2 separate regions of the Sus scrofa genome follow, and region 1 is linked to region 2. The links are chromatin contacts, called in public Hi-C maps. All regions are on one chromosome and are shown on one strand. Each heading gives the region's core, a stretch centred on a gene start, on an enhancer-like site or on the middle of the called end of the contact. The rest is flanking DNA. Distances are from core to core; before and after follow the strand shown. Region 1 holds the start of AHNAK (neuroblast differentiation-associated protein AHNAK). Region 2 holds the start of RTN3 (reticulon-3).

Region 1 (5,008 bases), core at 128-2,627, 830 kb after region 2:
AGGCAGGGTGGGATCCTCCCATGGCAATGTGCTCCTTCGAGAATGACTTGGACTTTCCAGAGAAAAAGGGATCCAGCTAGTTACCTCTGCGTCCCCAGCATAGCGCTGGGCTCCCAATAATCCACCCCCCACCCCACCCCAGCAATAACTGGTTTTGAAAGTTTTCTCTACTAGACTCCAGCCCCTGACTGTAGGATCCCGTGCTCTTCTGGGTGCAGCCTAACAAGTGATAGGAACTGGGTTGATTTTTGTGGGACACAGTGATGCCTGGGGTGCAGGGGCTGGGGGGTGGTGGCCTGTGGCTACAGGTGAAGTCAAGGGAGTGGGGAGGAGGGAAGGAGGGAGGCTGAAGATGCCTTGGAAGGCCTTTTAGGGCCTCCTTGCCTGTGCTGGGTCTAAATTAGGGGAGTAGCTTCTTTTTTGTTGGCTGTCCCTGCGGCATGGGCATGCGGAAGGTCCTGGGCCAGGGATCGAACCCAGGTCGCTGCAGTGACAAGGCCAGATCCTTAACCTGCTGCACTACAAGGGAACTCCTGGGGAGTCAATTCTGCTTTCATTCTCCTGCCCCCCATAAGGGTGATCCCAGGGGCAGGGTGTGGCACTCACTTCCTTTTCGAAGCTGAATGGGGAAGCTTCCTAGTCCCTGGCCCCCAGGGATGCTGGGCTGGGCCAGAACTTGGCTTGCGTGTGGAGTGGGAAGTAGAAGGGAGTCCCAGCCTTAGGGGTACTGCCTTGTTCCTAGCTGTGCGATGAGGGGGACTGGGGAGAGGACCTGGGACCGTGAGAGCTGGACTAGCAGAGGACGAGGGTTCTGGAATATCGCTAGCGAGGACTGGAGGGTGTCTGAGCCCCTCCCCAAAGCCCTGTCCTTAAAGGTTATCTGCTGGGACATTGTTCAGAGAACCGGGACACACGGGGAGCCACCAAAGTCCCGTGGGGCTTAGTGCTACTCTGGGGTCCTGGCCCGGGTTACCTTTTGAAGAGCTAACCCCGCAGAGCCGAGGGTTTGCTTCAGGAGGGCGAGGCTCCAGGTCCAGGGATCTAAGTGGGACACAAGAGAGCGATCTGTGGGAGACCTGTGGAGGGAGAAGGCCAGCATCGGTCAAAGGCAGGGAATAGGCTGGGGGTCCCTGGGGTCACCTTAGTCCCAGGGGGCCGTGGGTGGAGGTGCCCGGGCACTGCCGGGCTGGATTCCTTAGCTCATTTGCAATTGGCTGGCTGGCCCTGGCAGAGCACGCCACTCAGAGCCTGAGGAGCTGGTTTGAGGGGTTGGGGCAAAGCTGTGGGGGTGGTGGGGGTGGGTGGGGCTCTGGGGTGTGGTCACCACCTTCCTGGGAACTTGGGAACCGCCTGGGGACAGGCAGACAGACTGGGAGAGCTAGTCGGACTCCTGCCCTGCTGGGAACTCTCCCCTGCTGGCTCTGTGTCCCCCACCCCCCACTCCCAGAAGCCCCCAGCTTCTCTCCCTGGAGCAAGGCTGACCGTTTGCGCATGCCCTGGAGAGAGGTTAGAATGGGACCTTTTGGTGGGTGGGTATGTAGGGCCTTCTGCTCTTCCTTTGGTCCCCCATGGGCTTCATCCAGACGCCCAGGGAGGGCAGCTGGCATTTCCCTGAGCTGCAACCATCCCACTGGGTTCCCAGGCCTTCCTGAGCATGCGCAGTTTCCTCCAGCCCTGGGCAAGCCTGCGGAGGTGTGGGGGCCCCGTGGGTGGGCCACAGCGGGCTCAGCAGGAGTGTGTGTTTTGATGGAGCCCCTCTTCTTCATCAGGGGGACAGCTGGGCTGGGCTTGGGTCTGGGGTTGCTCTTTCACCGTGGTGTCAAGTCCCTGTAACCACTTGTGTCATAGCAGCGAGATACGTGTTATTACCTATGAGGGGGGTGTCTCCGGCTGTGCGTGGTGGTCCTGGATGTGTCACCTCTGCTTGCCTCTGGGGCTCACGGGGCAGAGGACAGCAATGGCACTCCGCCCTGGTGGTGGAGGTTTCTTGGGGCTGCAGGGGTTGTAGGTAAGGACTAAAGTAAGTTTCTCCGGCCCAGAGGGGTTCGGGGGTCCCGGGGTTTGTGTCCGGAAGCCCCAGAGAGAGGGTGAGCACAGCCCTGGGATGAGGCCCTGGCCGATGGAGTCCGAGCGAGGCGCTGCACACGGCCGGTCAGGGAGGGGCATCCTGCTCGGTCCCCGGGGGCCGGAGCGGAGGTTCTAGGGGAAGGGGAAGCGCCTGGCTTTGCGTCCTGGCCGGGCTGGGGGCGGCTCTTTGGCAGCTGGGCCGAGTGGCCGGGCCCCAGCCCCTGCACTAGCGAAGCCCCGCCACTGGGCGGAGAGCTTGGCCTCCGCCTGGGCGGAGGGCGGCTCCCAAACTGATCCACCCCCCAGGGTGAGACTTCGCCGCTCTCCTCGCCCCGGCTCCTCCCGCCCCCGCAGGAAGACAACCCCCTCCGAGCTGGGGTCTTAATCCCTGGTGTTGTGGGTCAAAGCCCATTCTTTTCTGGCGCGGTGATCAGGCGTGGAGACTTCCTGCTGGGGAATGTAAGCTGTCCCCAGTTCCTGCCACAAAGAGAGGGGAGTCCCTCTTAGGGAACGAAAAAGGGATTTCTCTCCCCGCAGGAAGCATGAACTTGGAGCTCTGGGACTAGGAGTGGGAGGGGCCAGGGGACAGAGGTGGGGACAGGCGGCAGGGCGGAGCCCAGAAATCCGCCGCCGGCTGGGGTGGGGGTAGGGAGCTGCCCTGGAGGTCGAGGTGCCAAAAAGTCCAGCGTGAGGGTGAGGGGCCGCGGGTGGATGAGGCTGGAAAAACTTCCTCCTGGTAGGAGGTGTGGTTTGGAGCAATGTCATTTGCCGAGAGCATGTAGCTGGGAAGTTGTGGAGTAGAACTGGAAGCCCAGTTACTGCGGAACCTGCCGCCCAGAACTGACTGCTGTGTATCCCCAGCAGCCAGGTGCCAGGGAGGAGCTAGGCAGGTGCTCACGGCGGCGGGAGGTGCAGACTCTGGGCGCCAGGTTAACAGGTAATAGGCTCGTCCATGATGGGCAGGGCCTGGCGCTGCCCAGACAGGTGTCTTCTGGGAGCTGGTGAAGGCAGCGGCTGTAGGCCTGCTCTGGGCTGTGAGGAGCTGCTGCTGGATCTGGGGCTGCTGTATGTCTGTGTGCACGGGTTGTGAGCATCCTTGTGTGGCTTTTTTGGCTGTTTCTCTAGCGCCCATGTCTTGCGTCATGTCTGTCAAATTCTCCCCGATAATTGCACCTCCCCAACACAAGCATCCTATTCAAGTGGAAAGTGTCCCTTGGGGAGTTCCCGTTGTGGTGCAATGAGATTGGCGGCATCTTGAGAGAGGCGGGACACAGGTTCGATCCCTGGCCTGGCACTGTGGATTAAGTAAGGATCTGGTGTTGTTGCAGCTACTGCTTAGGTTGAGACTGCGGCCCGGATCTGATCCCTGCCTTGGGAGCTCCACATGCTGCGGGGTGGCCAAAAAAAAAAACAAAAAACAAAGTGCCCCTTAGGGTGTGCCACCCAGAATCAGCTGACTCAAAGCTCTTGGTGCCAGCTGTGAAGATAACTGTGCAGTTAGGCTCCAGTTAGCATGGGGCACGTTGTTTTCCAGACAGAGGTCGGGCAGTTGCACACGTGGAGGTCGGCTTGGAGGCTTCGGTCCTGGGAGAGAGGCCGGCCTCGTGTTCCTCTTTGTTCCTCTGGACTGGGGATCTGCCTGTCGTGACTGTTCCCATTTTCCAGCCAGTAGAATTGTTTGCCTTGCTCTGCCAGTGCCTGTCTCTAGAGTGGGTCCAGTGCCTGAAGAGAAGGGGACGATTCTTTTGGTCGTCACCCGCCGGGGTCCAGAGAATCTACAAGTGAGCTGTGTTCTGGGTTGTTCAGGATATCTGACTCCTGGGGGTTTCGTGTTCATGAGCCCCAGAACCAAAAGAGTCCTTATTTATTTATTTATTTATTTGGGGCCACACCCATGGCATGCGGCAGTTCCAGGGCCAGGGATGGAACCTGTGCCATAGCAGTGACCATGCTGGATCCTCAACCCAATGGGCCACCAGGGAACTCCCAAAAAGGCCCTTAGAAGCAGGATGCCTGTTCTGGGTTTGCTATCCATAAGCTGGGCCAGGACCAGGCTGGGGTGTGAGCAAGGGAGGCCGGAGGCCACCTGCCCTTTCCTTCTGTGCTTGTGGCACGTGACAGGCATCACCGCTCCCTGGGGGTCCCCTGCCCTTGCCCAAATCTCAGCCCCTGTCTTTCTCTATGTTTATGTCCCTTCAAGGAGTCCCCCCCCCACTGCCCCCCTTGTGTTGGTCTCCCTCTGGACGAGCAGAGAGGCCTCTCTGTCTTCCTGTGGGTGTGTCCCTCCAGCTCTCACTGTGCCCGCAGCCAGTATAAGTCTCTCTCCCGGGTATCTCACTTGTGCATCTCTCTGGGTGGTTTCTCATCCTGTGTGTGCGTGTTGATTTGTGTCTTCGTCCGTCTTGTTGGGGTGGCTCTTGGCCTTGGAGTCAGAGAACCCTGGGCCTACGTTTCAACTCTGTCTTAAACATGGGTGACTCATTTTGCCTCGAGGGCCTGACTCTCACCTCTAAAATAAGGATATTAATTCGTAATCACATAGGGCTGTTTGGAGAAGGAAGGGGACCCAGGGCAGGGAACGAGCTCTGTACTGGGGCCCCAGAAGAGCTCTGCAAAATCCTTTTTCTCAACCTGGAGAGGGTGGGGTTCTTTCAACCTGGAGCTTTCTCTTCCTCTTTACGGCCCAGTGAGTGCTCAGGGGAGGAGGTGGCCCGCTGGGTGTGTCTGTCTTCTCTGAATATCCAAGCCCCTGTCCTGGTTCTCAGTGTCGGGGCTCTCCCTCTGGTGCAGGTCTCTAGCTCTGGTTGTGAGTCATCTCACTGTTCTGGGTGTGGGGACTGCTGTGCCCTGGCGCACACTGGGGTGTACGGTGGGTTGGTTTGTGCGTGTGCTGGATGGACGTTTCATTGCTGTCCGTGTCCTCCCGGCCGTGGGGTGGAAG
Region 2 (5,452 bases), core at 817-3,316:
TCAATTCGTGACCTGACAAATAAGGATCTTGCATTGAATCCACTGTTAACGATTTTTAGACAATATTAATACATATTTGCAATGGATAAGAGTTTAAGGTAGAGTATCAGATTTATTTCTCAAGTGAATCAAAAATTTAAAATCAAGAGGTATGCCCAAGTGAACAGTAAGTAAGCCATGACAAGTGATTAAAGCCAAAACACCAAGTTGCTAAGTATATAGGAAAGCTGCTGTTCATCTGGATCTTTTCCCAGAACACAAAAATTTGAAGAAACAGTGGTGGTTTAAAGGGGACAAGGGTTCTAAATTTGCTGCCTCATTCCTTTATCTGGACAGCTAATCTTGACATTACAGAAGCTTCCTCTGATAGGGTTCTACTGAAACGGCCATAAGCACACTGGAAAATCCAAATGGGTACCAAAGCTCTTATGTGGAAATCCACTGTTGAAAATTCACATAGAGAATATTTTTAAAACTCAGATCAATTCTGTCCTTTAGAACAATCAACCCAAGATTCTGCCAAAAGAGACAATGAAGTATTTAGAAACCTCTCCAAATCCTTTAAGGTGACTAAATAAAGAGCAAAATTATCTGTACTCTCCTGAGCTTATGGCCCTTCCTTTAACAAAAGGCTTTTTTTTTTCTTCGAAGACTGAGTTCCTTTAAGAACCACCACCACCTGCTCATGGTGCATTTTTTTTTTTTTTTTTCAGGAAGGCATCTGCACTGCAGATCTCTGCACGAGGGGAGCTTGCCAGCCAGCTCCCACCAGCAGGCAGACGCGTATACAATGGAAACTAAAAGCGGCCTGCAGCTTCCCTCCTAGTCTTTCACAGTGATGGGAGGAGAAGGGGGTTCAACCAGACCCTGCTTTGTCTGAATCTTCTCTCCCTCCCCTCTTTCTGCGGTAACCCCCCCCTTTTGTTATATTTCGATCATTAACAGCCAACGGAAAGCATGAAGTTAAAACAGGTTGATAGCTTGAAATGACTCTATTCCCGTCTAGAATATAAGAAGCTAATTACATGTCCCCACCCCCACGCCGCGCCAGTGAAGAGCAGGCTGTGTTGCAGATGCAGCCACGGATCCATCTTGGACCATCAGCGGCTCCCTCCCAAATCTTCCCTGAGATATTCTCATCACGCCTCCCTCTACCCCGCAGCCTCAGAAAAATCAGGCATTTAGAGTCTGGCCGCAAAAAATCTAAGGAAGATGAAAACAGTATAGAAAACACTGTAGCGTGTTTCCATGAAACTTCCTCATCCTCCCCACGGGCAACCAAAAAAAAAACATTTTTTTTGGAAGACTACCATGCATGTCTGATTATGTCAACACCTGCCTGCGTGCCTGCAATGCAACCCTTTCACCGCCATCCCCTCGAAATCGTTAACGAATCATCTCTTCGACCACCAACCTGCCCCAATCCTCTCAATCTCGCTAATGCTCCACTAAATCACCCCGGTTCAGTGGACGGCTCGCCCGCACTAATGTCCTTCCCCACCTGCACCGTCTTGGCGTTAACGCCCACTCTCTAGAACATCCCCTCCCCCAACCTGTTTTCCTCACACGCCGTTATTTCCTCACCACCAGCACCACCTTACACGCCCTCCCCTTAGCCCATTTTCCAGACGCTCGTTCCTGGGGGCTAAGGCCCCCGTAGGCAAGGGTGACTCGCCGGCCTCACCCCCCAGGACCCCCCCCCAAGCTTAAGGTCCCCCCACGGCGCGCCTCACCCGCACAGGAGGAGCCGCAGCTCTTCGCCCCCAGGGCGGGGCAGGCTCCCGGGCTCCCACCGCCGCCACCGGGCGCAGAGGACTCGGCCCCGGAGGACGACGAGACGGACGGGGACTGAGTGGCCGCCGACAGCTCCGCCATGGCTGCGCGAGCAAGGGAGGGAGAGGGGTGAAGAGAGCTGTGGGACGGGAGAGAGGAGGGGAAAGAGAATAATCGAGTCCGGCAGCTAGCTCTCCGAAGTCGCTTCGCCCCTCCTGCTCCGAGGACAGACTCCGACAGACTGACTGACTAAGCCCAGCGCCGCGAGAGGGCGGGAGCGCGAGCGCGCAGGCGCACAAAGGACCCTCGGGCGGGCGGCGGTCGCCTTGAGGCACCCAGCGACGCAAGGCGCAGGCGCAAGAACAGTTCCCCCCCCCCCCGCCCTGTCCCCTCCGCTAAGCTCCTGCTGAGAAGGAGGGGCAAAACCCGCCCGGCGCGGCGTTGAGGCCGGAGGCCGGGGTGGGCCGCGCCCCTCAGGGACCGGGCGCAAGGGGCGTGGCCAAGCAACAAGCCCCGCCCACCACTGCGGGCAAAGTGGGAGGGGGGCCTGCGGTTTAGAGCTTCGCGGCTTTTTATGTGAATGCGTTGAGTAAACTGATTACGTGTTTTAACGGTAGAAATTTATTTTTGCTTCCATTAGTGGAGAATATTTTTCCTGCAAATTCTAGAGCCCAAGTCTTTTGTCTGATGCTTCCCCACCCCCACCCCCGTGACTCTAATAAAGTGAAAACCACAGTGAGGGCCCATTCTGCAAGGTGCTTTCTGAATTTTTCTGGATGTGTCATAATACCTCATCACCATGAGGCAGCCATGACACGATCTCCCATTTGGCAGTTGGAGAAAGACGCTGCACAGAATGAAAAACTATTACTCATTCCAGTCACATTGCATTGCAGCTGCAGAACCTGCTTCAAATTCTTATCGCCTTAAAAAGAGGGGTCCACCTTGGGTCCTAAGGTTGTCCGTTTCTCTTAATAGACTAACAGGTAGAGAAGACATGTTCTGATTGAAAAAGAGCTGAGCTAATGAGAAAAAAAGAGCCAGGAGATAACATCCCGGCTCTGGTTATGGGGGATGGTAAAATGAAAAATGACGTAGTAAAAATTGAGAACGTGGCCCAAAAGACACATAATTCAATTTTATTCGTAGCCTAAAAGGCGTCCTTAACAGAAACTGTATTTGAAAGCGGATATCTAGCTTATGCTGGATTTTGTTCATTTTTTGGCTTCTCTTCCATTGGCTTGCAAAAGTCTCCATATACCTGGTCAAACGATTTGAAATGTGCACTATTCTTTTAAAAGGGGGAAAGTAGACTGGAAGTAATAAAAAGCAAGGCTATAGGCCTTGTTATTGCTAAGGCAGCAATCGATGACCTGATTCGGCAATTGCAGGATCAGCAGATCCTGTAAAGATGCAACCTCATGAAGGCGGAGGTAGTCAGCCAAGCAGTCTCACAGAGGAAAAGGGATCTGACCAGTGGAAATCTTCTAGAACAGGCAGTGGACTACATCTGCCCTTGACAGGTTTTAAGGTCAGGTAAAGCCCAGACAGGAAAAAAAACTCCTGGCTTTTGAAACACTCTAAAAAAGGCACAGAAGAATATTTCCCAAAATAACTTCATGGCAAATATCTTACTCTGGCACTTACAGCATCAGTTGATAATGCAGCATTCTGTCCTCTAGATGACAAAGAGAAATACAAGCCAATCTGATAACCAAGCCAGTTATTTACCCATTCTGATAAATGCATACATTTAAAAAATTTACATTATTAAGGACTGGATAAGGAAATGAATGATGCTCATCCCTACCCCAACAGCAATTGCTAGGATCTGCAGATCCTGGCTAGAAAGGAAGTCTGTTTCCATATCTAGACACAGAGAAAAGAGGATAAAAGTCAAGACATGGATGTGGTCTTGGTGGTCTCTTCAGATCTTCAGACCCTTCAGATTTTTTACATAAAAGGTCTTTGTGCTAGGTCCAGTTCCTGAAGCTGCCTTTCCTTCCTGCTCCTTTTTGCTGTACCAGTCAATTTCCCTGAGACTGACTCTTGCTTGGAATGTTATTTGTATACATGTTTGTTCCACAAATGTTTGCTGGTCACCTGCTGTGTGTATGACACTACTCTGTTGGGGCTTGGAACATATATAAAGTTAAAAAAAATACAGACTAAATAGCAACCAAAAATAACCAACAACACAAAACTATATGCTATGATTAGATGACGAGTGAATTGTACGGATCTAAGAGTAGAGGGAGGGGAGTTCCTGTCGTGTTTTGGCGTAAACAAATCTGACTAGTATCCATGAGGACGAAGGTTCGATCCCTGGCCTCATGCAGTGGGTTAAGGATCTGGCATTGCCGTGAGCTGTGGTGTAGGTTGAAGACGAGACTTGGATCTGGCATTGTTGTGGCTGTGGTGTAGGCCAGTGGCTACAACTCTGATTCAACCCCTAGCCTGGGAACCTCCATATGCCACAGATGCGGACCTAAAAATACAGAAAGAGTAGAGGGAATCATTACCAAATTACAGTGACTTGGGGAGGTTTTATGAGGAAGCTGAGTTGGATGGGAGTTTGGACTGGTAAGGAGGTCATTAAAGGTAAGGGAGAATAGTATGGAGAAAACGCATGGGTTTTGCTTTGTGCAAAGATGCAATAAAACCTCCTTGTAGGCACACCAACCATAGAAAGACACCCCTTCCTCCCAGCTCAGCCCATGATGCACTTCAATGCTGGCTTGTCTAGCAGAACTTGGCCTGGATTTGATCCTCTCTCGCCCCTCCCCTCCACAGGCTGCGTTAGGGCAATGGGAGACCACACAGTCTCCCGTGGTGGCTGCACGGAAGGCTTAGAAGTGTGAAATGTTTTGGGTGTGGTTAGCTCAGGTTGGCTAGAGTCAAGGGTTTGAATTGGGACCAGAAGGAGATAAGATGGGGCAGATGTATCGGAGCTAGAATGCGGAGTAGTAACAGAGCCTGAAAGAATTGAGGCTTCATCTGAAGGCTAATGGGGATTCAGCGTTAAGTTTTCTAGCAAGGAATGCCTCAGATGGGATTTTAAAATTTTTCTTCCATTTTTGGCTGCCCCGGGGCATATGGAGCTTTATCGACAGGAATCAAATCTGAGCCGCAGTCTTGACTTAGGCTAAAGGTACGGCAGTGCTGGATCCTTTAACCCACAGTGCCCAGCTAGGGATCCAACCCAGTGCTTCCAAGAGGCTGCATATCCCGCTGTTACACAGCAGGTAGCACAGATGGGATTTTTAAGGTGCTCACTGAAGTATAGTTCTCAGGAGTTCTGCTGAGCAATTTTTTTTTTTTTTGGTCTTGTCTTTTCAAGGCCGTACTCTCGGCATATGGAGGTTCCCAGGTTAGGGGTCCAATCAGAGCTGCAGCTGCTGGCCTACACCACAGCCAGAGCAATGCAGGATCCAAGCCGAGTGTGCGACCCAAGGCTCAAGGCAATGTCGGATCCTTAAGCTGCTGAGCGAGGCCAGGGATGGAACCCGTGTCCTCATGGATGCTAGTTGGGTTTGTTAACCACTGCCTCGATGGGAACTCCTGCTGAGCAATTTTTACTGCTGAGGCATTGAGATGGGAAATCTTTCTTGGTCCTGTCCTTATGAGACTATTTCTGGTTTTTTTTTTTTTTTTTTTTTTTTTGCCTTCAGGGCCACAT

Evidence for each region. Hi-C and Micro-C count contacts between places; a contact is called where the count stands out from the background.
Region 1: a contact with region 2 is called in a Hi-C map of heart right ventricle, with 4 times the contacts expected there. The contact joins the promoter of AHNAK here to the promoter of RTN3 in region 2. A contact is called at or near these places in 1 of 5 promoter capture datasets (fetal skeletal muscle) and 1 of 47 Hi-C or Micro-C datasets (heart right ventricle).

Annotation. Positions count from the first base shown.
Region 1 is chr2:9,185,607-9,190,614 of Sscrofa11.1, forward strand. It overlaps AHNAK (neuroblast differentiation-associated protein AHNAK), which reads left to right and starts at 1,378. Exons shown (of 10, transcript XM_013994215.2): 1 at 1,378-1,506.
Region 2 is chr2:8,352,854-8,358,305 of Sscrofa11.1, forward strand. It overlaps RTN3 (reticulon-3), which reads right to left and starts at 2,067. Exons shown (of 11, transcript XM_021082903.1): 1 at 1,734-2,067. The coding sequence starts at 1,875.